Regions from separate parts of the Mus musculus genome. Here regions 1, 2, 3, 5, 6 and 7 are each linked to region 4. Evidence: chromatin contacts called from public promoter capture Hi-C and targeted proximity ligation data. All regions are on one chromosome and are shown on one strand. The core of a region is the stretch at or near the end of the contact, and the rest is flanking DNA. Distances in the headings are between cores, read along the strand shown. Region 1 holds the start of Vps13a (vacuolar protein sorting 13A). Region 2 has its middle 110 kb from the start of Gcnt1. Region 3 holds the start of Prune2 (prune homolog 2). Region 4 holds the start of D030056L22Rik (RIKEN cDNA D030056L22 gene). Region 5 overlaps Prune2 (prune homolog 2). Region 6 has its middle 33 kb from the start of Gcnt1. Region 7 holds the start of Gcnt1 (glucosaminyl (N-acetyl) transferase 1, core 2).

Region 1 (3,083 bases), core at 394-2,893, 1.9 Mb before region 4:
TTATTGTTTTCATCTGTATGTATGAGTGTTTTGCCTGTGTGTATGTCTGTGCACTACACGCTTGTGTGCAGTGGCCCCTAGAGCCAGAAGAGAAAGGCAGATGCCCTGGGACAGATGATTGTAAGCTGTCATGTGGACACCAGGCTTGGATCCAAGTCATCTGGAAAGGTAGCCAGCGCTTTTCACCACTGAGCCATCTCTCCAGGTACCAGCTCAGATATTCTTCCAGGCTTTTTTTCTGAGCTACAGAGTTTTGTTATCCTCACTCTGCAACTGAGAAGCAGCGCAGACTAAGCAACTTGCAAGTACCTGATCTCAAAGAGGCTGTGCTAGCTCTTACAGATCAATTGCCCACGTTATCGTGGAAGAAGGTACCTAGCTACATTGAGGGCTTGTTTGTTTAATAAAACTAAATTACTTGTTTTCATTATTTCAAAAATGAGAAGGCTCAAGATAAACGAGAACTTTTAGAAAGTTTTAAGTAAGTACATTATCAGAGAATGCACACACTATTTACACAAATAATTAACCCTAACTTTGGCCTGGAACGTTCATTTCAAAAAAGGCCTCTACTTGCTAATAGCTACTTAAAATAAACAAGAGTCTAATGCAATACAGATGGAAACACTAAAAATAAGACACTGTATTAGGTAAATCATTGCAGTGAAGGGGTAGATGCAGCCCTTCCCATCTAAGCAACAGAGAGGAGTGCTCATCACGTCTTCGTCAGGTCCGAGAAACGGAAAGCCCAAATTACATTTTGACCGTCTGTTTTCCTGCATTTTCTTTTCGTTCTTTAAAAAAACAAAAAACTCAGGTCTTACAAACACCCACATTCCCACCTGGTCAGGCTGCGACCTGAAAACCTAAGTAACTCTGAGATACTCTGAAAGGGGCTTTCCTTTCCTTTTATTCCCCCTGTCATTTGCCTGTCCCAGCTAAGCAACACCCAAGTCCAAGTTCAGTGGCCGGACCGGAACTCGCCTAGAAAGCACGGTGAAGTGGGGCAGGGAAGGGACGAAGGGTGTCTTCGCGGACGGCGCCTGGTCTTCACGTGCAAGTCGGCGTGCGACTCCCCGTGGGCTCGCCGGAGCCTTCCTGACAGCCCGGGGCCAAACTGCCAGGGATGCCTCCCTTGCCCAGCGGAGGCCAAGGGTCACCAGCACCCGGCCCCACCGGGACGCGAGGCTTCAGCCAGCGCCTCCCCCAACCTCACGGCTCGCGCCGCCCGCCCGCCCGCCCGGGAACCGCCGCCCCGCTTTACATAACTTGAAGGGCGAGGCGGGCAGCTGCAGGTGGCGGCGCCGGGCTGGCCAAGGACCGAAGCCACGAGAAACCGCGCCGCCGTCTCCCGCGACCCTGGAGCGGCGACCCCGTTACCTTTCCAAATGCCCAGGGAGAGCTGGGACTCGTCCAGGTTCACCACATAGTCTCCCAGGAACCGGTTCAACACTTCCACGACCACCGACTCGAATACCATTTTTTTTCCTCTCTGCCGCGGAGGGCACCGCGGCACTACCCGGGCTGCTCCTCCCTCGAGACGGCTCGGCTTACCGGCTCCCGGCCCGCTCCAGCTACGGTGCGGGTGCTGCCGGGTCCCCTCAACCCGACCGCGAGCCCCACAGAAGGAAGGTAGCCGCTCGCACCACGCGTGCGCAGCTCGGGCTGCGCGTGGGGGCGTGACCGACGCGGAACTGGAGGCGCGGCCGGGAGCGAGAGTGAAGGACGGCGGCTGCGCAGCCGCGGGCCCGCCCTTGCCCGCGAGCGGACCGCCGGGCCTCTCCCGCCGGCCGCGCCTCCTATCCGTCGCTTAGCAACAGAACACCAGTCGAGCGCTGGAGACCCCGCCCCGGAATGATTCTCCTTTTTACCCGCAGCGAACTTTCTCTAGGAGGCGGGGCGTGATGATAACCGACAGGAACGCCGCTTCCGAAAGAGAAAACTAAGATCGCGGGATCCAAAGAGTGGAGAGTGTACAGCTTGGTGCGAGGTTGCGGGAAGTTTCCTGAGGCAGTTTCCCAGGACGCTTTTCCCCCATTATTACCAGTTGTGAGGTTCGGCCAGCCTTGGTGCTTGGGTACTTCCTGACGTTCTCCCTTCTCCTGGCAAGGATGCGAACTGGCCCTTCAGTTGCCTTCCCTTACTTCCTCAGCTACTAATCTGTGCTGAGGAGGGGCGAGGGAGAGTAAAGTTGGGAGATAAATTCCAAGTTCTTAATGTGCAACTGCTCTTGGCACCTTTTTCCGGTCAAATCATTTATGTGAAAGCCGCCAGTCATGTTAAAGAGTAGCACGTTTGAGTCAGTCCGGAGACAGCAGAGAGCCTGCCAAGAACCAAGAAAGACACCTCTGAGCCTTAGTGGCCAAGCTAAAATAAGTAGTGTCTCCGCTCCACGCTTGGACTTAGAGAAAATTGGTCCCAAAGTCCTGAGGTCACAAGACAGAGGTGCAACTTACAGAACCGACATTAATCCTCTGAGGATTTCAGAGGCAGCAGTACACTTTCAACTTTCTCTTCGCAAGGCACATCCTGATTTGGCACTGAGTGTATTTTGTGCATAGTCATCAAGTATCTCAAATTTATTTCAGAAAAAAAAAAGAGCAAAAATAGTGTAAACTTTTTTAAGCTTTTAAAGAATATATTAGCATATATTTTACAAAATAATGGGTTTCATTATAACATCTTGATAAATGTGTATATTTTGGTCGTTTATTACCCATGACTCTTTCTTGTCCTATTGACTGATTCCTTCTTCCCAAATAGGACCCCTTCTGTTTTCATGGATTTTTCTATCAAGATTCTAAACCTTCATCCATGTTGGTTTTTTTTAATGAGTTTTTATTTAGCACAATTTTAAATTTCATTTGTGTGTGTGTATAAGTGTTTTCTACATCCGTACCTGGTACCCTCAGGAATAGCTCTCTGGTTATTGGCGTTACAGGAGGTTGTGAGCCTCCATGTGGGTGGGTGCTGGCAACGGAGTTCAGGTCCTCTGAAGCAAATGCTATTAGGCAGTGTCGTCTCTTGAGCCTATTCTAAAATTTGATCCCAGAGAAGATATAAAACACTGGACTGCTTCTCCT
Region 2 (2,962 bases), core at 234-2,733, 1.5 Mb before region 4:
GGAAAATAACCCAGAAGGGATAGAATCTCGTCTGTCATTTGCATTCCCTGGGACACTGAACACTGCTGTTTTGTGACGCCTGTGTTAAGCATGGCCTCTTCATATGGTCAGGGTCTGTGTCCTCAGCCTTTCTAAGTCACTGCCGCAGCACATCAACATGACATCTCTCCGAAACACTCTTAAGTGTTCCATTCACAGGGGCATCTTCAACACTGTGGAATCAGGGTAGTGATGAGGAAGGAGAGCAGCCCCGACAGAGAGCCAGGGAAGAAGTTACAAAATGGTTGCAACATCGGCATGTGAGGAAAACGAGAGGGCAAGGAGGAAAACTGGAAACCCCTGCAGCATTCACTGGTACAGAGGCACTCCAGAGTGTATGACCCAATACCCATCATAATCCTAAAGGGCTCAACTTTTCATAGAGATTTAAGGTGTTAGAGACATGTATAAGTGAAGTTCTATGTAGAACTACACACAACACATAGAGTACATATAAGAAAACTCATGCTGTGGAAACAACCCCTGAACCTTTATGACATTGGAGCCTCCACCCTTACTACTAAGTAACTCCAGTTTTCCTCTTCCTCCAACCTGCTTCCTCCCTAAGAAGTATATATATATGTGTGTGTGTGTGTGTGTGTGTGTGTGTGTGTGTGTGTGTGTGTACTTTTAAGAAGTATTTTCTTTCTGAATACATTCTCCTGCCTTGCTTCATTTCTGATCTCAAATGGCCTTCACTCTATTCTGCATTTATTTGAGCCATTTCATGATTTAAAGAAGTTAGATGTTCTAGAAGTTTAGTGGGAGCCACCGTGAATGCAACCTGCTGTCCTGCGACCTCTGCTGTGACACCAGCTCGTCTGGACTCTCCTCCTTCCAGGCACGAACTGTGTATCCAGAAGCTGCAAACATAGCAACTTCAGCAGAGCATAGGAAGGCATCCCGCCCCTTCCTGCAGAGCATAGGAAGGCATCCCGCCCCTTCCTGCTCATGGCCCATGGCTCTAAGTTGCAGGTGTTACTCTACTAACTGCCCAGGCCATTGGCTTTCTTCCAGTGTGCTCAAAAAAATTGTTCCTTTTGTTGTTGTTGTTAGAAAAGGAGTAATAGCATGCTCCGTTTTTAAAAGAAAAAAGTATAAAAGAGAAATATTACTTTAAAATATATATAAATATATTTCTTGTCTCCTTCCTTCTATCCTCCATCCCTCCTTCCCTCCCTCCTTCCCTCCCTCCCTTCCTTCCTTCTTTCCTTCCTTCCTTCCTTTTCTCAACCAGTTTCCCCTCCCTCCTCTTCCCCCATTTTCTCCCCCATACCTTCCCTCTGCCCCACCCCTGCCCCCATCCACTCCTCCCCAGTTTCTCTTCAGAAACAGAGCCTACCTAGAACTTACTTAGGCCCTCTGCGTGTGTGTTATAGTTACGTAGCTCTGTCTTTTCCTGGGACTCCTAACAGTGGGAGCGAGGGCTGTCTCAGGCTCTTTTCTTTCCTCTTGTTGTGTTGCCTTGTCCAGCCTTAGCATAGGGGGAAGTGCCTGGTCTTACTGCGGCTTAACATGGCACGGTTGACTGAAATTTTACTTTTTTTACATTCAAGAAGTTCCTGAGACTAAAATGAGAAAAGAAATTCAGAACTCTCATGTCTCCTTTCACTTTCAATCTCAGAAATGAAATAGAATCACCCCTCGACTAAGGCGAAATTCACCCTCAGCTTGGAAGCCCTTTCGTTGCTCTTCTGGGTTACAAGCCAGGAAGATTTGGTGTTTTGAGATAAAAGCTTGCAGATCCCAGGTGGATCTCAAACCTGCTTTGTAGTCCTGGATCACCGTGAGCTTCTGATTCTCCTGCCTCCGCCTCTGGATGCTGGGATCACCGGCATGCAACACCACATCTGTATATGCAATATGGAGGACTGAAGGCAGGGCTTTGTGTGTGCCTGGCAAGCAAACTGTTAACCAAGTTACACCCCCAGGCCTGGGGACAGTCAGTCTTGCTTTCACAGTAATGGGACAGACAAGTGTGGGGAAAGCTTAGCAATTGAGGGCCCCTCTTAACTTGAGCTACATACACACATCTTTACCAACAATGCACTTAGCAATTTAAAACCCCCACGTGTGTCAAGCAGCACACACACACACACACACACACACACACACACACACACACACACATACACACACAGAGAGACCAAAACAAAGCACTCAGGACACTTTGACCTATAGTGCTTGCTGACACCCAAAAACTCCCCTTTTTATAGCCAAACACTTCCTGAAGCATCCTGGAATAGGGTGCGTAGGTTACTCTAGCCTGGGCTAGTTTTGGACACATGCACAGTAAAGAAAACTATGTCTTGTGAATGAACTTTTAGGGAAAATCGAATTATCATTGCTATGCTATTGTCAGTGACTACCCCAAGAGCCAAGCAACTGTCACCTTGGAGAGCTCAGCTCTGCCCTCTTGTCAAAGGATAATCCTAGCCGGAGTTAGCCATTTACACCCTCTCATGGAGGGGTGGGGAGGGTCACCAGACCCTCATCTGAGTATCTAACTGCTCCCAACCACCTATTGTACACAATTCCACCTTAATTGCTTGTGGCTTCTGGAAGGGACTGTAGAGTATACAGTCAGGGAATGGGATAGTGGGGGTTAGAGGACTCTGTCTATGTGGCTCCAGGGAAGCCCTCATTCCTGCAGGATAAAAGCTTTCCATGTCTTTCCTGTGGCAGGGAAGAACACTCACCTCCCCCCGCAGTTAACTCACAGAGCAAACTTTGGAAAAATTGTACCTCTGTCACTAGGACCTTACAAGGAGGGATTTATGTCATTTGTGTTTCTCCCTGGGAAAGAACTCTAGCAGCATTTTCCTATGCATGGTTGTGCAAGAATATTATTAAAATAAGATGCATCATGGAGGAAAGACCGTTTCAGTGAACAAAGGTCACCATAACTGAAGCCTGTCAATCA
Region 3 (3,137 bases), core at 359-2,858, 1.8 Mb before region 4:
GGGTCTATAAACACGTAACACGTGTCGTGTTAGAGACCCAGCTCTGAATGAGGTAGGTGAGGTTTCTGTGGAGCTCACAGCTTGTGAGAGGATATAACCATGCACTCAAGCAATTTATAGCACAGTAGAAAACCCAAGTTGCTAATAGAAAATGCAGAAAGGGCAGTGATTCCACCCATGAATGAATCTGTCAGGGAGCCACGGTGAACAACAAGCTTGACCCCTGGATGCCAAACCTGTGCAAACCTTGGGAGACTGGTAGATCGACACAGCCTCAAGCACACACAGGCAGATTTGAAATTGCAAATGTGGTCCAGAAATCTCTGTTTCATTACCTTGTCAGTGATCCAGACACGTGCTGGAGTTCATTAGAAATCGGAGCTTCATGGCTGCATTTCATGGGCAGCACACCGACACCAGGCTGATCCGGTGGCTTTCACATCGCTTGATGCTGATTTAGTTGGACAGGAACAGGACCCTGAGACAGGCTAGAGAACACCTCTGTGCTGAGGCATGAAGTGTTAAGTCAGGCATTATGGGCTAAGGAGAAGGCAATGGGATTCTTACAGGCAGTGTGCAAACACTCTGTGAATAAAGGAGTCTGAGAACCTAAGTAAGAATAACAAAAGTACACAGACCTCCCTGGTATAGAATACTCTCATAGCTGCAGATGTAGATGCTTGCTGCCGTGCTTCTTAAATGTGAGTGTACATAGACATATCTGAGAATGGTGTAGAAACTGACACATGTTTAGTGGGTGGGGGCCAAGAGTACATTTCTAATCAGCTCAGCGATGCTCACGATGCTGGTCTGTGAAACTACCGTCTTGTGCTGCCCAGCTTTCCCTGAACATACATATCCAGAGTATACAGAGGCTGCCTGAGAACATAGCTATCCATTAGCCGCAGGGCCGACGCAAAGGCATCTAATCTACTTTGTGCTGAGCTGCGGATGTCGGTTGCTAGATGGGTATGCTTGTAGGGTAGGGAGAAAAGTTGCAGCCTACACAACCTCCCAGCCAGCTCTTCTGGTTAATAGCCATCAAGGTCGCATGCTTTTAGCTCAGCAATATTGCCCTCCCTTGGTTGATCCCTCCCTCTCTCCCTCCCAGCTCCAGCCACTCTCCCTGAGTGCATTCTGGGCCAGGGCAACAGACCAGCTCATTAAGTGACCACTGGGGCACTCAGTACAGTGCCAGCCAGCCAGAGAGGCGCTGGCCGAGGACAAGGCCTCCTCCTGGGGCCAGTGCCCCTCTTCCCACCTTTCCTTGCTGGCTGCTGGCTGCCTTGAGGCCTGCAGCAGTGTCACTGCAGCAGACCCTGCCTGGCACTTGGCATGCACTTCTGGGCGCTGTCCATGGTTGCAGCATCTTTCAGCGCACCGCGTCAGGAGGCCACCGCGGGGCTCTGCGATTGGCCAAGGAGCCCCTCGCCACCCCCACCAGCTGCCCCGCGTCAGGGCCCCCGAGGCGCGCGCGTGCCAGCAGGCTGGTGGCGGTCCCTGGGCTCCCGGGCGGCACACCCACTTTCCTTATTAGGACAGAGTCGGAGCTGGAGCTGCCGCGGGGCGTGGGCTGGGCAAGCCGCCCAGAGGAAGCAAGGAGGGCTCAGTCCCGGCCGGCCCGCCTAGGGAGCGGCTGGTCCCTGCGCAAAGCGACCACTTTCTGGAGATCCCGCTCAAGTCCACCGCAGCTCTCCTCTCTCGGCGCTCTCCATCCGGACCCCTGGTCCCAGTTCCTAGCAGAGACATGGAAGAATTTTTGCAACGCGCCAAATCTAAACTGGTAAATTGAAGCTGCAGGGGTGCGTGTGTCTGTGTGTCTGAGTGTGGGTGTGTGCCGCTGGAGTCGGGAGGAGAGGATGCACAGTAGAGGAGGATGAGGAGGGTGAAAACAACTTTGCGGATTACTTATCTGTGTGTGCGAGCTGCACCAGCAAAGAACCTCTGCAACTCTAGTATCAGCGATCTTCCTCCGCAGTCAGGCAAGGTGCAGAGGTGGAGTGGTGAGGCCTGTCTGAACTGATGTGACTGGTCTCCTGAGCCTCAGTCCTGAGAGAGTTGCTCAGACAGTGGGTGAAGGAGGGTGGTGATCCTCCGGGAGGAAAAAAAGTCCAGCTTTCCCCAGATGCAAGACCTGTAGGTGTGAAAAGGAAGAACCTAGCCCTGGGACAGTACTTAGGCTGGGAGTGGCAAAGCCCTTGTGAGGGCCAGGGCTCTGCCTGGATCAGGGTGGCAACTCTCAGAGCCTGCTCAGAGCTGAACTTAGAGGCATTCCAGGGTATTCTCCACACCCTGTGGCAGAGGCTGAAGGTTGAGGGGGCTTCATTTTGAGGTTGATGGGGCTGAGGGAAGAGCCCCGCATGATGGTCTTGTGCATTTTTCTGTCTGAAAATGTAAACAATAAACTGCAATTTCATTGTGTTTCCACATTTGCTACCCATTCCGAACAGGAGAGGCACTTTTCTCTAGCATGGCAATAATAATAATGACCATAAAGGAAATGTTTCAGTCTTGGCACTTAAAAAACAAAAGGTGGGCTTATTTAGAAAGTGTACCTTTTGTGAAGACCAAAAGTACTTTTATGGGTTTGGCATAAAAGAAAATACATAATGTATGATGCCTGTTTCCTTTAAACCTTCACAGAAGAAGCTACTAAAATCTGTTGAGGTGGTGCCTCCAATAAAAGGCAGGATGTCACCGGGGCAAAACAAAGGGCAGGGAGGGCCACCAGAGCATCAAGTGTAGACATCTTTTCTTTCTTTTCCGCTTTCTTTTTAAAAAGAGGCCATTGAGGTTGATTAAAACTGATACTTTGTTTCCTACCTTTAGTCCATCCCGACCTCCAGTCTGGCAACCAGCAGTGTTTGGGAGGATTAGTTTCAGATTTGAGAAAGTGTCTGATCACTTCTGTGGGTTTTGACCCCTTAGAAGTTTCACTAAGATACACTGGAAAAAGAAAAGAAAGCCATTTACTGCAGAAACTCAGTCTCGGCCTTGTGTCTTTACTGAAATAAGCACCCACCGCTCACCTAGGAATAGGAGAAAGATGTTGGAAACGTGAAGTCAACCTTGGAAGCTTGTGGGATGTGCCTGTGTGTCAGCGGATAGTGACTGAGTTTGAACGCAGAGTCTGGGAC
Region 4 (3,077 bases), core at 132-2,631:
CTGAGGGGGAAATTACAAAGAAGTAGTAATTCATGGTCCGAAACAAGACTACTTGGGGACAGGAAAGAGAAACGGGACAGTGAAGAGGCACACAGATGCTCTTTCCCTTCTGAAGCCAGGCAGGGACACTTGCGTGTTACGGTCATTTTAGCTATGCATATGCTTTATACTACCTTGTGTACATAATGCTAAGTATCACAAGGAATGAGGGGCGGGGTGGGGGGAGGGCAGCAAGATTCTGGAGAACAGAAGGAACACACCTGCCCATGTTGTATTCTATTGTGTTGGAACATGGTCTCCGCACAACAAATCATCTGTGTCACTAGTGTGAAAATGGCAATGGCGAATTTATCATTTGTTCCAGGTGGAAGAATTACCAAGTGCAAACAGGAAATGGAGCGATCAAACAGAACTTTCTGTACACTACCGATAACGCTGTTTGTGCTTGTTGGTTATTTGCTGTCCTCCCACCAATGCAAACCGTGATGGGTTTGTTTGAGCCAGTATTTTAGTCTTTCGGTAAAAGCAAAAAGTAACTCAAGGATAGAGATCTTGCCTCCCATGCCCAAGGCCGTAGGTTCAATCCCCAGTGCTGGAAGGAAGTTTCTCTGTGTAGATGGCTTACAACTACATCTAGAGATATTTAAGCATGCACATGGCGCATATTCATAAATACACCCATACACAGTACCTATCAGCTAAAACAGCTCTACCATGCCCTAGAAAGAATGTTTCTCCGGAGCGTTGATGGGCTTGGTTTCTTTTTGTTTGTTTTGTTTTTTCCTTAGTTTTGTTTGGTTACTGCGTTTTCTCCTTATCCTTGCAGCACTGGGGATAGAATCTAAGGCCTTGGGCATGGTAGGCAAGCACCCTATCCTTTAGTTACTTTTTGCTTTTTACCAAAAAAAAAAAAAAAAAAAAAAGTACGGACTTATTTCTGCCACGGTTTACATTTTTCTGCCAAGACACCACCCACTGGAGAGGTCCTGGAACCTGCAGGCCGCTGCGGGCTAAGCAGACACTTCCGCCGCCCCAGGATCGCAGCACAGAGGAAAGGGCCCCAGCGCACTTGCCGCTGGGACCTCTGAGGCCGCGGAGTCTTTCGGCCGCTCCTGCCCGAGTCCTCGCTTGGGGACCGAGAGGCGCACACACAGGGGAATGCGAACAACCGTGCAAGTCAAAAGAAGGCCGCCAGGGGGTAGCGGCCTCCTTCCATCCACATCCCCATGCCCCGCCCCCTCAGAGGGCGCACTTCCGGCCGCAAGGGCGCTCGGGAACGCGAACCGCGAGCCTCCACCAACCAGCGGCTGTGCTGGATGGGCGCAGGTGCGCGCGCATCACGGCGCAGGTTCGAAACTCCGGCGCTGCGCGGTGGCTCCCCCACAACGTCTCGTCCGCCCTCGGGACAGCCGAGCTCTGCGCTGCCCTTCGCCCTCCGCCCGCCGCCCGCGCGACCCTCGTCCCTGGCCCATGGCCAAGCGGCGTGCGGCTGAGCCGCTCACGTTCCGCGTGCCTTGGAAGCGGCTCCTGCTCAGCGACTTCCCCGAGGAGCCGCCGCTCTGGGTCCCGCCGTCTGGGACGGCTCGGCCCCTCAAGCGCCAGGGGGACGCGGGGATCATGGCGGAGCCTGCGTCTGCGCCCCGCAAGCGACGCGGCGGCGGGGACGACAGACAGGAGCTGCAGGGCTGTAGCCGGGAGCCCGGAGAGCCACCTCCTGGCGAGCAGGAGGAACCCCGGGCCGCGGGCGGCGGCGACAGAGTAGAAAGCGCGGGCAGCCCGCAGGTAGCCGACGGGGTGCACAGCCAGGTAGGTCCGCTACTCACTAGCCCGGAGCTCGGTGCCAGGCCGCGGAAGTCGGGCCATCGAGTGGGCCAGACGGGCTGGACCCTAGAGGGTCAGCTCAGTGACCAACGGGAGAGAGGCGTTTAATTTGATGGGGAATGCTGTAGAACTTCTAGCATGCTTTCCAGTAGCATTCATCAGAGGACCTGTTAACTCCTAATGTTCAGTGCTGTGAGAATGGATTGTTGGACTCACTGTCCTCTCCGCTGCTTTGTTTTGGTAGCCGCTAGCCATGTGATCAGACAGAATACACTAGAAATATAACTTGACCAAACTTATGTGTTTTAAGTGTAAGAAGAGTAGGAGCGCCAAATATGTTTTAAGATAAAGGGTCGGGTTCTGAACTGTGTTACACACGAAGCAACTTGCCGCATATTGGGTGTACTGTTTGTTAATTTTATTTTTAGACACGTGACTAGAAAACTTAAAGTGAGTGTTTTGCTTTTTCAGACAGGGTTTATCTATGTGTAGCCCTGGCTGTCCTGGAACTCACTCTGTAGACCAGGCTGGCCTTGAACTCAGAAATCCGCCTGCCACTGCCTCCCAAGTGCTGGGATTAAAGGCGTGGGCCACCACTGCCCGGCCTTCGAGTGAGTTATAACCCATACTATATATGTATCGCACAGCATTGGCCCGACTTAGGGACTCAAGAGCCTTCTTTAAAGCAGTTCTTGCATAAGTTGGTGGAGCATGAGGTGAAGAAGCAAGGGTGATTCTTAGAGCTCGCCAAACTCAGCCACCTTGGCATGCGTCTGCTCAGTGTCCTTTTCTAGTTATTTTATAACAAAGTTGATAAGATAACGGAAATTTTCTCTTCGTGTAGCCCTGGCTGTCCTGGACCAGGCTGGCCTCGAACCCAGAGATCCACATTTCCTCTTGCCTTTCGAGTGCTGAGATTAAAGGCGTTCAGGGAGATTATCTTTCAATACTACACTCACTGTTTTTAGGTGAAAGTTACTGGTTTCTTAAGCAGAAGTATTGGATGTAACTGCAGGCACCCTAGCTTTATGTGCACAGGTGATGAGAGAGACTGACTGGCCAAGGGGAGCGAGCGTTCAGTAAGCAGACACCACACCATCCAGTCCTTGCTTAGACACAGTTGGCTAGACCTGTTGGTCTTCCCTTGTTAGTAGCAGCCAGCAGAAGACCGTGAGGCCCAGGAGTGTTCTGTCAGCTCTGCTCCTTGAGTTCCTTATCTTCTGAAGAACCTTGAGAAGATAGGAATTCTCCATCTT
Region 5 (3,289 bases), core at 632-3,131, 1.6 Mb before region 4:
CACCAGGAGGGGGTGCCTTAGTGGGCACATGCTGAGGTACCAGCCATATGACGATGGATCTAGTATAAAATGATAAAATTTATTCAGGGCATGAGAAGTGGGGTGAGAAGGGAGTGTGGGAAAGAAAGGGAACAGAGAGGGACAGAAAGAGAGGAAAGAAAGGAAGAGGCCAGCTGAGAACACATAGAGAGGGAGGGAGGGGAGAGGGAGAGGGAGGGGGAGGGGGAGGGGGAGGGGAGGGGGAGGGAGAGGGAGAGAGAGAGAGAGAGAGAGAGAGAGAGAGAGAGAGAGAGAGAGAGAGCGCAGTCCCTTTTATAGCAAGCCAGGCTGTATGTGGCTGTTGCTATGTAACTGTTGGAAGAAGCCTAGACCATCCATATTTTTTATCTGATAATGTAGATTGATATTCATAAAATTAAAGCTTGAACAACTTTACAAAAGCTTTGAGGTTTTTAAAAAACATTTAATTTATTTATGTGTGTGTGTACCAGTGTCTGCATGAGTTTATGTGTACCATTTGCATGCTGGTACCCAGAGGAGGCTCAAGAGGGTGTTAGATGCCATGGTGCTGAAGTTACAGGTGGTTGTCAGTCACCTGGTGTGGGTGGTAGGAACTGAATCTGGGTCCTCTGCAAGAACAGGAAGCATTTTAATCACAGTGCCCAAAATGTGAGTTTTAAAAGTGTCTCTAATTAAGAGTTGGTATAAAGTTTGGGCATGGTGACTCACATTTGTAACCCCAGAGACAGGAGGACCACCATTAGTTTGAGGCCAGCCTCAACCCAGCAAGACAGTTTTTCAATAAATGAATAAATAAGTAAATAACAATTGGGCTGAAACTGATTATGTTCCCATCTATTATATAAATGTCCTTTGATACTTTACTTGCCATAATTATATCGGTACTCCAGATGGCATTTCTATTTTGTAATTTATATATATATTTCTTTATTTACTTACTCATTGAATCATTCATTCATTTGGAGAGGGCCTTGTGTATCACAGGCTGACTTCACAACTGCTATTGTGCTAAAGATGACCTTGGCATTCTGTTCCTTCTGCTTCCACCTGGATGCTGGGATTATAGGCATGCGTCACCATGCCTGGCTTATTAAGATTGAATCCAAGACCACTGTACACATGAGGCAAATGCTTTTCTAGCAGAATGGCATCCCCAGTCTCTGCTGGCAATTCTAGAATTAATAGTAGTGAACATTTGCTGCAAAGCTATTTCAACCCAGCCCCGCTGGATAGGTTATCTTACAGTTTTAAAGTAGCATTATTATTGCTGTCTGTGAGCTGGAGAGCTGAGGCGCCATGCTGTCATAGTCTCCTGCAAACTAGCTAGTAAGTGAGGTTAGATTCAAACTCAAATCTCTGTTTGCAGCATATTTAATCCACCATGCACCTTAGAGCTGTATGAGTCTTGGGTGGGCATCCTGGCTTTTCTAGAACTTTCTGACTTTTTTTTTCTAGAACTATTTTTTCTATGTTTTTTTATGGTTCTCTGTATTATCTTAATCATTGTTCATTAAATGCTCAATTACCTTTTTTTGTAGATACGCTGTAGAGGTAGTGTGTGTGTGTGTGTGTGTGTGTGTTTAAAAGGTTTCTAGGAACGGAATCTCTTTCAAACTTGTATGTTGAAGAAATTCAAATGCAGCCTTATTCAGAGAAAGGAGTGGCAGCGGTTTTCGTAAAAATGACATAAAAATCAAGAGGGTGTTTGTGACTCCATAATCCCGCGGGAGTATTTTCTATTCCCAAACGCTGCCTTTCCCAGCTTCTGCTCCAGCGCCAGGCACAGCAGGCTGGTGCACTAGGAGATCTAGGAGGCAGGTGATCAGCCTTATTTAGATGTGCCAGGGATCACGTGACCAGAAAATGGAGGCGAATCTGTACTTGGTGTTAACTGCTCCAGAAGGGAGATGCTGAAGCGCCAGAACCGCGCATCTTTCTGTTCCTCTCGCTAGCAAGCCTCCTGTCACCCTCAGAAGGTAGGTGGGTCCTGGTCAGACTTTAGGAAGATTGGGCCGGGCGAGGAGAGATTGCAATGGAGACAGTCCTTCTTGAAGCCTGTCTATTGCCGCTGGGAAGTTGGAGGAGGGAGGAGGGGGCAAGAGGAGGCTGGATTCTGCCCGGTCCCTCACCCCTGACACCCGACAGCTGACCAGCTCAGAACCAAGGAGCAGGCAAGCTTTCGATTTCTCGCCCCCTTCCTGGCTGCAGACAATTATCTAACACACCTCTGCATAGCTATAATCAATTTTTATTCATTTATGTCTAGGATAAATATGCAGACAATAAATTAGAGGAAGTGACCGTGTTAAAACTGTTGAGACCGCCGAGAGAGGATGACTGTAATGTCTGGATGGTGTGGGCAGGCTGCCGGAGTAGTGAGGAGTTCACATTTTGCGTTTCTAAAAGTTATCGAAGCTACTATAACAACACCCACTTCTCAATATTTTTCTGATAAATCTTAGAACATTTACAACCTACCTGATTTCTAAGCTACAGAAGTAGGTCACTCTCAAAAATGGGCTTCTGCTGTTCGCACTGGCCTATCAGAATCAAGAGACAGAACCACTATTTTATGTATGAAATGTCAGTATTTCGCTGAAAAAGTAAATTGTGTAAGCAATTAACGATAAAGTGCCCCTGGCCACTTTAGACGATAACACTCGATTTCTACCCGGCAGAGGTGATGGGTGGCAGATACTGCCCTGCAAAGAGAGCACTGGCCATGTTTTAAGGGAGAGGGGCATCCTTTCACCAATTGCCCGACTCTCTACAGATTAGTATCAGTAACTGATTTTGTGAGTAGTTTTTAGACCCATATCCAACCAGGAAAAGTGCCCCTAGCCCCAGCTTCACCCCAACCCCACCCATCCAGCCCCAGCCTCAGCCCCAGCCCCAGCCCCACCCAGCCCCACCCAGCCCCACCCCAGCCCCACCCCGCCCCACCCCAGCCCCAGTCCCCACCACCACCACTCATCCCTGCCTAGTCACCCCAGAGCTCCAGGGCTCTAGCACCATCCCCATCTCTACCCTTTCCCCCTCCTCAAAGCCCCCCCCCCCCCCAGCCTCCCACAGAGGAAGATGGGAGCTGCTTCAGAATAAGCCATCTCAAAGTCTTCATGTGATGAAAGTTTTCCTGGCATTATAATTGGTAATATGCCCAGAACATAAAAATGTAGGATAATTAAATTTAAATAGTAAAGAAAATAGACTGTGGGATGTCAATTGTTGAGAAATTTAATATCTACACACCTCTAAAACAAAACAACAA
Region 6 (3,219 bases), core at 319-2,818, 1.4 Mb before region 4:
AGGTAGACAGAGAGAGACAGAGAGAGAGGCAGTCAGAGACACAGACAGAGAGAGACAGAGAGACGGAGAGTGAGAGAAAGGAATGATGCTTTAGTATTTACCATGCTTCTTCATTATTTTTCTCTCTGATCTCCACGCGCCCTTTAAGGGATCATTTTCAACAACTTCAAAATTAGTGAACTATTTGTTTCTACCTACGTGACTTCTTACTGCATTTGCTATTAAAAGAAAGGAAGGAAGCGGGAGGGAGGGAGGGAGGGAGGAAGAGAGAGAGAGAGAGAGAAAGTTCGTTAGTGGTCTTGCTTTGTGGAAGAACCAAGCATACCTGCCTTCCCCCCAAGAAGAGTTATACTCAAAGCAAAGCAGTAGCTTTGGGAGGAGAGCTGAAACAATAGAAGATGTTTTTGCTTGAAAACAACAGATGCCCTCTGAGTCATGCCTGTCTAGCTAACTCCTTTACAAGTTGTACCTAGAATAGTACAGGCGATTATGCTAGGACGTAACCTTACCTGCAAGGTATGTAGAGCATGCAGTAAACTAATGCCCAGTAAACATCAGTTGAATGGGCTTCAAGGAACATATTAAAGTGGGTGTTCTTCTTTGAGTGGAAGGGTAGGGTAAAAAAAAGTCTCTAATGAGAAAACATTTCTTTTAAATCAAGTCAAATAAGAGAATTCTATCTAGGCCAGGACATTTTCTTAATGTGTCTAAAGACAACAAAAGTAAATTATAAACGTCTAGCAATATTTAAACCAGCAGTGTCCAGAATTTCTTCCAATGGTTTCTTGGAATGACATTGATTTCTATTCTCAGCTAATCTTAAATGTGGAAAAAATCTTTCACACAGACTGCACAAAACTCTCTAGTTAGACAGAATCTTCTATACGGACACTGCTTATCGAAGCCACGCCCACGGCGGGATGTTCACATAGGCACTTTGGGAGACAGTGAGTGGCTTCTCGTTCTGCTAAAGACAAACACCCATTTCTCATTGGTAAGTAGCATGACATCAAAATCTTACCTAATACAAAATAAATAAATAAATTCATATATGTGTATTAAAGATGTTTTTATTTTCATTCATTTGTGTTTGTACGCATAAACACCCTATGTCTGGAGTGTCAAAAGAAGCCAGAAGAGGGTGTCAGTACCTTGCTGCTGGAGTTACAGGAGGTTGTTGTTAGGCTACCCTCAGATGGAGTATTCTAAGATATGGAGACGCAAACTGGGCGGTCTGCATTTCTCTGAAGTCTGCTGACCCCTTATCTCACAAGAACAGCTTGGCCACAGGCTTCTGCTATCCTATTAGCCAGGGGCCCGCCTCATAAAAGTTTGCTTACAGAGCTCCCTTTTGCCTTCTATGGTTCTTTTTCCCATAACTAAAATCACCCTACCTATAAAACTTCAATAAAAACCTATAAAAATTCCCCTTTCATGGGGCTACTCTCCCTTCTTTTGGAGACAGCCTGGATGTTCATTTTCCCAAATAAAGCTTTACCTTTCAGCCTCAGTGGGGCTGTGGTGGTCTGGTTCTTTAAGCCTCACAGTTGAGTCACTGGCATTGGTGCTGGTGATCACTTGCATCCTCGGAAGGTCAGTAACGGCTCTTAACCTCTGAGGCACTTTTCCAACCCCACATATGTACCTTTTAAGGAGCCAAATGCAAAACCGCCACCAACCCAAGCACTCTGAAATCTTGAGGACAGACTGACATATCCTACGTATGCATGGATGGCTCTTTCATAAAATAACACCAGTGCTAGCACTACCCCACCCCACCCCCTTGATAGCATATTCATCGCTCTTCTGGCTACTTCTGGAAATTGCTTTTCCTGACCTATACAACTGAGAAATCTCATAGCTACAAAAGCATAAGGCCTTAAAACAGGCTGCTAAGCTCCACAACTTAAATCCAAAATATTTCCTGGAGTAACAAGAAGGTGGCAGGGTCCCTCCGCCTTGAGTAAACATGCAAGATACAGAGGGAGTAGGATTCCCTAAGGCAAACCATATGACATACAAGCTCCAAATACAGATTTGACAGCCAGCAATTTTATGGAGCTAGAGGGAATGACTCAAAAAGGTGCAGTCTGGGGAACACCCCAAGCACGTATTTCTGTTCATTATCTTTGTTATTCTAGAAGGCCACATCATACGTAGTTTTCCTCAAGACAAGCTCTAAAGCATTGAGAATGAATATTTTGAAAATATCCATTGGCATCAAAACTGCTAATTTGATCCCTAATCTGGTTTAGATTAGCACATTCCTGGTAATGGGAAATGCTGGGGCTGGAGATTTAGTTTGGTTGGTAAAGTACTTGTCCACCAAGCACGTGAATCTGAGCTTGAGCCCCCATAAACTATGTAAAAATGAACAGCAGGACAGAATGGCTTTTGCAGTTCCAGCACTGAGGAGGAGAGACAAGGTGTCTGGGGCCTGTAGGCCAACTCACCTAAGCTGCTTGTTAAATTCTAGGTCAGCAAGACCCTTCTCAAAGGAGGGTGCCCAGTGTTCTGAAGAATGACACCTGAGGTTATCCTGTAGTGAGTTCACACACACATGAAGACACGCACGCCCTAAAGAAATAAATCTGAAACCAGGAGGAATGGCACATGTTTGGAATCCCAAGATTTGAGAGTTGGGGCAGGAGAATCAGGAGTTTGAGGCCCCTTTGGCTTATATTACAAGACCATACCCAAGTCAACTAATCAATCAGTTTGATTGATTAATCAATCAATCTAGAACTGAGAGTAGCTCTGCCCAGCATTTGAGAGCTTGCTAGTCTCCCTAGCAGGGGAAAGAAAGAGAGAGAGAGAGAGAGAGAGAGAGAGAGAGAGAGAGAGAGAGAGAGAGAGAGGGAGGGAGGGAGGAAGGAAGAAAGGAAGAAAGGAAGAAAGGAAGAAAGGAAGAAAGGAAGAAAGGAAGAAAGGAAGAAAGGAAGAAAGGAAGAAAGGAAGAAAGAAAGAAAGAAAGAAAGAAAGAAAGAAAGAAAGAAAGAAAGAAAGAAAGGCAAGCAAACAACAACAAAAAAGGTAGTCTTTTATAAATTTGTGTTTTCAAGTTTTGAGAAAGATTGAAAATCCATCTATTTTGTTACTTTCTAGAATCTGCTTCGTCTAAAAATGTCTAGAATCTGTCACTTGCTGAGTTCTGAATGTAGGAGGCACAGCCAAGGGAAAAGGGGACCCTCCTCCACAGTACTGAGAGCTTAGTCTGGA
Region 7 (3,145 bases), core at 332-2,831, 1.4 Mb before region 4:
GAGCTGCACAGTGAGAACCTGTCTCCAACCAACTAACAGAAAACTGCCTCTGACATTCAGGAAAGACTTTCCAACAGTACTAACTTTTTTTCCTACCACCTAATTTCCTAATTAGCCATTGCTAAGAAAGCTAGATTTCCTCCCTTTAAAACCTGAAAAAGAAAGGAAGATGGAAGGAAGGAAAGAAGGAAGAAGGAAGGAAAAAGGAAAGCAGAGATACCTGTAGCTTTCCATCTTTCCAGAACTGAAACCTTCTTCCAATCCTCTGCAGAGGGGTCCCTGTCTACTAACAGATAATTTACTCTGATCTTTAAAACAAAACAAAACAAAACAAAACTGTCTACCCCTCCTCTTCCTTTCCAGAAGACAAACCCGCCTTTCAGAACAGCTCTAAATAGGGGCAGCAGGCCAGAGGAAGAAATCATATTGCTCCCCCACCACCACTCACCAAATTCAGGTCACAGCCCCACCCACCCTCCTTCTCAAGTCAACGCACCAGTGCTCTCTCTGAACACTACCTCCTACCTACCAGTTTGCCTCTAGCTCCATTATTTGTAACAAAGCAGTTCTCTTCTGCAGCGAAAAGGAAAGATAAAGAGTACACACCAAGCTGACACTTGTTTTTTTTTGCAGAGCCAAGCTCGGATCCTCCACTGGAGGATCCTCCACAGTTGCACGGGGAAAGGGGTTGCATTTTTTTATTCTGCACTGAAAGAACTAAGACTGGGAGCAGCTATGCGCATGAGATGGACTTCTTCTCACTCTTGAGGTGTGATGGCGCTCATCTTTAACCTTGGTAGACAGAAGCAGGAAGATCTCTTTGAGTTCGAAGCCACATGAAAGAGAGAAGGAATGAAGGAGGGAGGGAGGAAGGCAGAAAAAAAAAAGAAAAGAAAAAGTAATAACCCAAGAAAAAGCAAAAACTAAAGAACTAACATGTCTAAGAAGAATTACCCGTTTTTGTAACAGACCTGCAGCCCAAGGCAAGAGGAAGAGCGGCGACTGCTTGGACCCCAAACTGGCCAGTCTGTTTGCAATCACCCTAAAGTAGTCATTCTCTGCCCCAGCGTCGGCTTCTCGGTCGGCGCTCTAACAGGGAGTCACAAACGTCTCTACACTGGCCTGTGGCCTTACGAAGTTTAAGTCTTTGGCGCCCAAGACACCGTTCGTCTCTACTTTTCATGCCTGCAACCAACCCTGATTTCTAAGCCCTCACTCATTGCACCAGTCCGGGAAAGAGTGGTCAGAAAGTGACTTCTAGATGCCACGTGTGTATCCGCGTCCCACCGAAGGACCGGAAGGAGAGTGCTAAGAGGACTCCTGCTCCATCCTAGCCGGGTTCCCGAACCAAGCGCCCTCTCCCTGCTCCAGCACCACTGCCTCCTTGGTGCAGCCCGTCCCGCCCGTTAGATCCGGTTCGGTGCTGTCCAACTCTGCCGGGCAACCCCACCGCTGGCCCAGCCTAGGTTACCTGGAGCCTGTGCCTGCAGGGCGCACGAAACAGTGCTGGATCGGCTCGCCAAGCGGATACTGGCGCGCTCAGCCTTCTGCGCTCCAGACCTCCGAGCCAGCGCCACGCCCTAGGACCCACCCTCGAGACCACGCCCCCAGGCCCACCCTTAAGACCACGCCCCCGGTTCCACTTCGCCCACCTGCGGCCACCGCTCGAGGTGAGGGCGCCCTCTGGGAGTTGCAGTTGTCCGGGAAGAAAACTAGAATCCAAACTTCCTCTTGCTTCCTAAGAATTCTTGGTTCTCTGGGCCAAGGACAAGCTACCTGGATGGGATCTTTTAAGAACTTTTATGTCTTCTTCCTCTGAAGCAGGAAATGTGCCAACTGTTGTCCTGTCTGATCTTAAAAATAAGTAAAAAGTTAAAATGCCCAACGTGTTTATACTGCATCAACTTTAGAGTCGCCCATGCCTTATCATTTTCTAGATAAACCTTGTATCTCATTTTGTGTTACCAGAATGTCAGAATTTATTGAATAACCAATATATTCACAAGCAATGTCAGTTTTTTGGTTGCAGCTTGCCAAGTAATCCTGATTTTACTTGAAAGCTGGTTCCTCTTTCGCACTTTAATTCGTAGTACTAACTCACTTTACACGTTATGCTTTACATAGTAAACAATACACAAATATACAGATTAGAGAAACTACAAGTTTGCAAGCATGTGGGTCTCAGGTGAGCATGCTTAGTGCCCCTCAAGGATAGAAGACATTATCCGTGGGAGTGTAGAAAGCAAGGCTGAGCTGTCTTGGAAGCACCAATCTGTGAAATTCACCCTCTTGGGCTGTAGATCTGAAGAGGTTGCCCCAAGGACTGCCCGCAACAGAACAGAACAGGAGATAGTGGTGTCTACTGAGTGGAACAATAACACCCCAGTTCATGCCAACTCCAGCCCCATGTGTCCTTTCTGCTAAGCTTGGCCCCTTCCTCTCTTCTATTCTAGGGGTTGACTCTTGGAAGATTGCTTTGTTTGCCTTGTCCCTGTTCCCTGCCCCTCCCCCTTTCCCTGGAGTCTTCCAGGGGAAAGCAACATCAGCTCTGGCCACCTGCAGAAACAATGAACTGGGAGTTAATGATTCCTTCCTTCAACCTCGACCCTTTCCTTAAGAGATTTCCCCTCCAGTGACAGTTTTCGCTCTCTTGCTCTAATTTTATGCAGAAAAGTAATGTTATAATGCATTCTAAGTTTAATTCCATTATTATTTTATGTGCATGGATGTGTTGTGTGTCTGTATGTTCATCACATGCATACAGTGCCCTCTGAGGCCATTGGTCCTCTCAAACTGGAGTTACAGATGGCTGTGAGTCTCCCTGCGGGTGGTAGAAATTGAACTGGGATCATCTAGAAGACCAGCCACACTTCCAGCTCCTTTTATAGTGGATTATGTGTTAGGTCTAGAACAGAGAAAGGACATGAGCCCTTTCCCACATGAGGTTTATGATTTATTTTGTCATGCACACGGAATGTCAGGATGTGACATCTGAACGTCAGCCTGTCATTTGTTTTCATGAGAAAGAGCTGTCTCCCCCATCCTTTCTGGACTAATCTGCCCTGCAGAGGTTTATCCTATGTAGTTTAAGTGTGTTTTGAGCTGTCAATATCTATAAGAATCACACACACACACACACACACAC

The links. Promoter capture Hi-C pulls out the DNA fragments that hold promoters and counts their contacts.
Region 1: a contact with region 4 is called in a promoter capture Hi-C map of pre-B cells. A contact is called at or near these places in 5 of 39 promoter capture datasets (the 3T3-L1 cell line, cranial neural crest, hippocampal neurons and 2 more), 1 of 484 Hi-C or Micro-C datasets (muscle stem cells), 5 of 130 datasets of targeted methods (astrocytes, embryonic stem cells, forebrain and 2 more) and 1 of 9 other capture datasets (liver).
Region 2: a promoter capture Hi-C map of pre-B cells shows a contact between it and region 4, with 4 times the contacts expected there. A contact is called at or near these places in 5 of 39 promoter capture datasets (the C10 cell line, cranial neural crest, frontonasal cranial neural crest and 2 more), 1 of 484 Hi-C or Micro-C datasets (B cells) and 1 of 130 datasets of targeted methods (large pre-B cells).
Region 3: a targeted proximity ligation map of astrocytes shows a contact between it and region 4, with 4 times the contacts expected there. A contact is called at or near these places in 2 of 39 promoter capture datasets (cranial neural crest and hippocampal neurons) and 1 of 130 datasets of targeted methods (astrocytes).
Region 5: a promoter capture Hi-C map of hippocampal neurons shows a contact between it and region 4, with 9 times the contacts expected there. A contact is called at or near these places in 12 of 39 promoter capture datasets (cranial neural crest, embryonic stem cells, frontonasal cranial neural crest and 7 more), 5 of 484 Hi-C or Micro-C datasets (B cells, cortical neurons, palatal mesenchyme and 1 more), 10 of 130 datasets of targeted methods (acute myeloid leukemia, astrocytes, embryonic stem cells and 2 more) and 1 of 9 other capture datasets (embryonic stem cells).
Region 6: a promoter capture Hi-C map of the HPC-7 cell line shows a contact between it and region 4, with 6 times the contacts expected there. A contact is called at or near these places in 4 of 39 promoter capture datasets (the HPC-7 cell line, cranial neural crest, liver and 1 more).
Region 7: a contact with region 4 is called in a promoter capture Hi-C map of pre-B cells. A contact is called at or near these places in 2 of 39 promoter capture datasets (cranial neural crest and pre-B cells) and 4 of 130 datasets of targeted methods (embryonic stem cells, extraembryonic endoderm stem cells and pro-B cells).

Annotation. Positions count from the first base shown.
Region 1 is chr19:16,779,290-16,782,372 of GRCm38.p6, forward strand. Vps13a (vacuolar protein sorting 13A) reads right to left here and starts at 1,644. Exons shown (of 72, transcript NM_173028.4): 1 at 1,381-1,644. The coding sequence starts at 1,480.
Region 2 is chr19:17,250,063-17,253,024 of GRCm38.p6, forward strand. No RefSeq gene overlaps it. Among named protein-coding and RNA genes, the nearest start is that of Gcnt1, 110 kb to the right of the region's middle.
Region 3 is chr19:16,954,510-16,957,646 of GRCm38.p6, forward strand. It overlaps Prune2 (prune homolog 2), which reads left to right and starts at 1,609. Exons shown (of 20, transcript NM_181348.4): 1 at 1,609-1,783. The coding sequence starts at 1,748.
Region 4 is chr19:18,711,854-18,714,930 of GRCm38.p6, forward strand. D030056L22Rik (RIKEN cDNA D030056L22 gene) reads left to right here and starts at 1,382. Exons shown (of 2, transcript NM_001374130.1): 1 at 1,382-1,806. The coding sequence starts at 1,471.
Region 5 is chr19:17,134,895-17,138,183 of GRCm38.p6, forward strand. The region is part of intron 9 of Prune2 (prune homolog 2); the gene reads left to right. Among named protein-coding and RNA genes, the nearest start is that of Prune2, 180 kb to the left of the region's middle.
Region 6 is chr19:17,322,288-17,325,506 of GRCm38.p6, forward strand. No RefSeq gene overlaps it. Among named protein-coding and RNA genes, the nearest start is that of Gcnt1, 33 kb to the right of the region's middle.
Region 7 is chr19:17,355,086-17,358,230 of GRCm38.p6, forward strand. It overlaps Gcnt1 (glucosaminyl (N-acetyl) transferase 1, core 2), which reads right to left and starts at 1,582. Exons shown (of 3, transcript NM_173442.5): 1 at 1,472-1,582.